Linked DNA regions of Mus musculus: region 1 is linked to region 2. A link is a contact called in public promoter capture Hi-C data. All regions are on one chromosome and are shown on one strand. Each heading gives the region's core, a stretch centred on a gene start, on an enhancer-like site or on the middle of the called end of the contact. The rest is flanking DNA. Distances are from core to core; before and after follow the strand shown.

Region 1 (2,700 bases), core at 181-2,680, 210 kb after region 2:
ACTTCTCTCTGTGGATATATGTAGTCTTCCAGTCAGCTATCCTAAATTCTTTCTATTCAAAACCACTAACATGGCATTTTGGTCAGATGTCCATTCTTTATTGTCACTTACAGATTTTTTTTTAAATATTTATTTATTTATATATATGTAAGTACACTGTAGCTGTCTTCAGACACTCCAGAAGAGGGAATCAGATCTCGTTATGGATGGTTGAGAGCCACCATGTGGTTGCTGGGATTTGAACTCTGGACCTTTGGAAGAGCAGTCGGGTGCTCTTACCCACTAAGCCATCTCACCAGCCCCACTTACAGATTTTTAATAGTAATACTGGTGTTCTCTATACAAAAGATTGATTGCCAAAAAGATTGAGCACTTATGAGATTCAGAGGACATATAGAAGACTCACTTTAACACTATAATTTTTTTTTTTTTGTTTTGTTTTTGTTTTTCGAGACAGGGTTTCTCTGTGTAGCCCTGGCTGTCCTGGAACTCACTCTGTAGACCAGGCTGGCCTCAAACTCAGAAATTTTGCCTGCCTCTGCCTCCCAAGTGCTGGGATTAAAGTCGTGCACCATCACCGCCTGGCTAACAGTATAATATTTTAAAAAGCCAAGTTCTACCTCGGAGAATAGGTGGGGTCTTTGGGCTTCATTGCTATTTAACTAACTTATATTAACTTTTGTGAAACTTATTTTATTTTTGCCTTGAAATTTTAAATAAAATGCAAATTGCTTATTAAGAGAAGAAGCAGACAGGTATGCATGTAGTTTCAGTTCTTTGGAGGTGTGTGATGAGTTTCAGGAGAGCATGTACTATAGAATAGTATATGAGTAGCTTTCCAGTATGTCTGTGTGTATGTGTGTGTAAATTCATTTAAACTTGAGATGGATTATTTGACATCAATTTGAAAGATGTGCCTTCAAGCACATCCAATACTTGTAATACATCTTTAGAAGAGTGTTAGGAATTAAAAAAAAAGAAAGAGAAATGTTGCTGACTCTCACTTAATTTACACTTAATAGAATTCGAGTGGTGAACCTATGGGTTGTATGGCAGATTCAATTTCCTACAGGAGTATTAACGTTTTATTTTTAAGCATGGTTTATGAAGTTCACTTTGTAATTCTCCAGAAATAACAGATGACTCGTGTGTGTGTGTGTGTGTGTGTGTGTGTGTGTGTGTGTGTTTATACTTAACATAACAAATGGATCTCTGCAAATAAAGTAGCCCTAAAAGATGGTCAAGTTGCACTAAATCTTAGGGTAAAACCAAATCTGGCTTAAAGATAGCTAGTCACTAAAGTGTTTGTAAATTCATTTGCAGTACTCAAGCTGAAATTGCTACAGGCAACTTCTGTGTATTAATGTACTTCCTGCAGTCTTTGGCAGACTGTTGCTAGTGAAGGAAGGATACAAAAGGTTATTGTGGTTGGAGAGAAAGAACAGGAAAAGACTGTGGACTTTTAAGGGCGGCTCCTTACTGAAGGACAAACAGAATAAACATACTCATGCTGGCAGTTACCCTGTAATAGCACCCTCTGACACCTAAAGCTTTTCTTTTTAAACTATTTTCCTTCTTTTAAGAAATAAATTTACGAACAGTTGAACATGGTACCTGAGAATTAGGATTACATGTGTGTATGTATGTGTATATATATGTATATGTGTGGTGTATGTGTGTGTATGTGTGTGTGTATATGTATATATATTAGGAATTCTCTTTGGCAAATTCCTTCTGTAATAGAGGCTTAAAGTGTAGTCAGTTCAGCTTTAAGCAGTTAGTTTTTCTGTGCTATTAGGGAAACTATATACTTGAAGCCTTTTTTTCTTCCATCTCATTCTCTGAGTAAGGAGACAAGGTAACTACTATGGCAGAAAGCCCATCAGAACAAAATTGATGGAGTTACTTTTATATTTATGTTGCTTTTAAAATGACTTTATTGTATTTTGGTTTTTTGTCATACATAGGTGTTAGAAATACAATTGGAAGGAACAGGCTAACTTTTGTTTAAGTAAGATAGTCTAACTAATTTTATATAGTTTAATTTTTAAAGTTGTAAAGCTGTGTTATAAGAGGAAATTGTAGATGTGAGTAAATTTGGTCTTTCTGGGCAAATAGATTTGCTAGACTTTCATCTTCCTATGGCTGTTCTGTAGCACATTTTTAAAAGAAATGAGTAAAAAATAATTGCTTATTCGACTTCTATTCCTTTTTTCTCCAGAACCTGTTCCTGTTAATGAGTTTAGGGGTTAGGCTGGCATAGCATAGGAGTAGAAAGAGGGAAGAGTTTAGGCCAGAGCTGTGGTTTTTAAACTCTTGTAGATAGAACTCCCGGTTCCCTCCTCCCTCCCTCTCTTCCTATTTGTTTAAAATACAGGCTCTCAGTATGTATCCCAGGCTGACCTGGAACTCATGTTTCTCCTGCCTTAACCCCTGACTGTTAGGACTTACAGTGTGTGCCACTATGTTTCAATGTTTATTATAATGTTTATGCTTTCAACTTCTTGCTCCTTTTTTTCCACCAGAAAAATCTAGTAGGTTCATTTATAATTGTCATAAATTTGAGCTGTTAAAATGCCTTCACTGAAACATTTTGACTTGCATTAGTATGTTGCATTTACATCTCGAATTTGTATTAAAAATTCACACACAGATGAGAACAGAAAAACTGTCAATACTCTGTCCCCTGCTTTTTCCATT
Region 2 (2,893 bases), core at 154-2,653:
ACATGGAAAAGGAAGCTGGGACTCCCTTCTCCCATCCTCCACTCACAGAGCTGGCCCCGGTGCTCAGACTCGGCTAATGTAGGTCTCAGAAGGAAAGCCAGGTCCAAAAGTCCCGTCTGCCAACTCCCTGACTGTCCATCCTTAGCCCCTTTCATAAGGAAGGGCAGAGCTAGGACCTGGGATGGGGAAATAGAAAGGAGGGGAGAGAATCAGAGACAGGGAGTTAGAGGGCCCTGAAGAGCTCTGAAAGGCCAAGTGACCAAATTAGTCCAGGGTGTAGGGTTTCCCAGCTTCTGAAGTCAGCAACACAGTGGGAGCTGAGGCAGGCCACAGTTGACATAACCCCAGGCCATCCCTGAGCTCAGCTTCCAGCCCAGAGCTGCAAAGCTAGCTGCAACTCTCCCATGCCAGGGCAGATGCTGCCTAGGGCCAGTCTGAATCCACAGCCAAAACCCAGGCATAGCTGATGCAAGATAAGAGATGGGAGAGCTTTGTGGAGGGTGGGAATGAGCCTTCGAGGCCCGGGATGAACAGGAAGAAGGTGGGAAGGTGAACAGATGCAGGCAGGCAGGATGAGGGGGCAGACTATCCACCCTGAGTCACAGAGGCAGCCCTATCTACAGGGATCAGAACTGTTTTCAATCCCTCTGAGGGGCCTTTGCCACCAAGGCTCAGCAGAAGCCGGTCTGTCACCACACTTCCCTAGCGACTTTACCTCGAAGCTCCTCCAGCTGAAGACTAGTGTGTTGGCACTGGTCCTGGGGACTAGCCAAACTCAAAACACGGACTCTCCCAGTTCTGCAGGATTCCACCTGGGTGGATCTGCAACATCCACATCCCTCAGACCCAGTTTTATAAATGAGGAGGTTAAGCCACAAGAAAGGCCAAGGTCAGAAACTAGAACAAGCTTGGAGTCGGACCCCTGAAGCCCTCTGCTGATCCCTAAAGTGAGGCTGGTCCCTAAGTCTCCCAGGTTTTGGAACAGATTTCAAGGCAAGAGCGTGTGAACTGGCCTGAAATGAGACCAGCCAAGAGTCGGGCATTGAGGCCAGAGCCTTGACTCAGTGTTATCACCTGCATCCACACTTCTAGTGCATTTCTAGCAAAGAACCATGGGAATCTAAGAAACAGGACTCTGAGAAACATTCCAAGGGCCTTTGCAACCACCACCAGAACACCTTGGGGCAGACAGACAGACCCTTCCACACTGGCAGCATCCGGAAGCCTCTTCAGGTCCTGAGGTAACAGGAGCCAGGTGCCATTAACTCTATTCCAGGACAGATTCTGGAAGCCTGCCTAATGAGTACTCAGTTCCTGTCAGGTTGGTGCCCATGGCTCTCATGCACCCTCCCTCAGTCTCCTTCCAAAGGACTTACCACTTGTGGCTTGCTACAGCACTTGCTCGCTGGGGCTGGCTCATCTGGAGTTGCCCTGGCAGCCCCAGAGGGCTTGGTCTCAGTGGAGGGCGGTGCAGAAGGAGGCAAGCAGGGTAGGTCCACAGGACCTGGGGCAGGAACGTCACCAGAGTGAAGGGTCAGCATGTACCGTTTAGTCACATCCTCAAGTGATGGTGCCTGCAAGGCGGGATGGCCTCTAACAGGAAAGCCCACAGGCTCTGGCGCAGCCACGGGGGGTCCCACAGACATCGCAGGCTCGGGTACCACAATAGGTGTAAAGGTGGCAGGCACACTGGCGTGGCGAACATGTTTGGAGGAAGACCGAGTTTGTGTCAAGCTACCAGTCTGGTCCTGGTTGCCCTCCTCTCTCCGAAGCTCCTGGTGACTGCTCCGGGCTGGGCGCTTCTTGGAGCCTCGACGGGTGAGCCGAGGGGAGAGAACACTGGTCAGCTTGGGGTCAAGATGGAAGTCATGGTGGGCAGTGGAGGAGGCAGGTGGGGCAGGTAGGGACCTCTCTGACTGTGCCCTGCCCCTGGCAGGAGCAGGGTCTTCCGGCTCTGTCCACTGCTCTGCAAGGATAGGTTCACTGCTGGACGGAGGCAGCATGGGCTCCACTTCTCGAATGGGCTCCCCTCCTGGGCCCTCAAATCCAGGCCCAGTCAACTCCCCACGGCGACTAGGGTCACTCAGAGATTTCTTCTTGGGGGTCTTGCCAGCAATCCTGTCTTCTCCCATACGCCCCAAGGCACCAGGCCCCTGAACGATACTCTGAATGACTTCCTGATAGTCCTTGTTCTCTTCGCTAACCACAGACCAGTCACTGTGGCCGCTGGTCAGGCCCTCATCCATAGCTGGGGTCACTGGAAGCCCTGTCTTAGAGTTCAGCGAGCCCAGAAGATTGCTGTCCACAGAGAACCCTGAGGGCTCCTCAGAGGTGGCAGCCCGATGACGCTGTGGAATAGGGTCACTCAGGGACCTGTAGGCCTCACTAGCCTCCCCATTACTTAGTTCAGTTCCATTAGGGCCTGAAGGTGGCACTTTTCGTCTCCTGCGGAGGGCACCTGGAGTTGGAGGGGTCTCAGGAGACACAAGGGCCCTCCCACCCAGGCTGTCTTCTGTCCCGGCCCCAAGGTGGTGGTTTGTCTGCGCTGAAGTAGAGGAAAGGGGTCGCCACACTCCTGCAGGATCTAAGCTGCAAAAGGCAGCACCAAGAGGTTCAGGGTCTGCTCCAATGCCCTCATCCGTCAGGTTGGACTCAGGGCCAGAGAGCTCCTCCTGAGACCGATGCCCTTGGGTCATATCCCCTGCCCAGTCAGGACTTGTAGGGCAGACATCATTTCCATCGTCCTGCTGTGCACCCATTCGCTGTATCTTCTCAAAAACCTGACGGGCTTCCTGTACATACTGATCCTGGACCACGAGTGGCAATGGGTCTTCCTCTGCCCCAGAACCTGCCAGTAGGAGCTCTGAGGAGCTAGGCTTCAAGGCACTGGTGC

The links. Promoter capture Hi-C pulls out the DNA fragments that hold promoters and counts their contacts.
Region 1: a contact with region 2 is called in a promoter capture Hi-C map of the C10 cell line, with 2.3 times the contacts expected there. The contact joins two enhancer-like sites. A contact is called at or near these places in 4 of 39 promoter capture datasets (the 3T3-L1 cell line, the C10 cell line, HPC-7-derived erythroid cells and 1 more), 1 of 115 datasets of contacts at active chromatin or transcription factors (embryonic stem cells) and 1 of 9 other capture datasets (liver).

What each region holds. Positions count from the first base shown.
Region 1 is chr7:101,141,676-101,144,375 of GRCm38.p6, forward strand. The region is part of intron 3 of Fchsd2 (FCH and double SH3 domains 2); the gene reads left to right. Among named protein-coding and RNA genes, the nearest start is that of Fchsd2, 34 kb to the left of the region's middle. Within about 2 kb of position 1,431, at least 35 of the 459 cell types and tissues checked have an H3K27ac peak or open chromatin away from gene starts, as enhancers often do.
Region 2 is chr7:100,927,193-100,930,085 of GRCm38.p6, forward strand. Arhgef17 (Rho guanine nucleotide exchange factor (GEF) 17) reads right to left here. Exons shown (of 21, transcript NM_001081116.1): 1 at 1,377-2,893. Among named protein-coding and RNA genes, the nearest start is that of Arhgef17, 3.5 kb to the right of the region's middle. Within about 2 kb of position 1,404, at least 50 of the 459 cell types and tissues checked have an H3K27ac peak or open chromatin away from gene starts, as enhancers often do.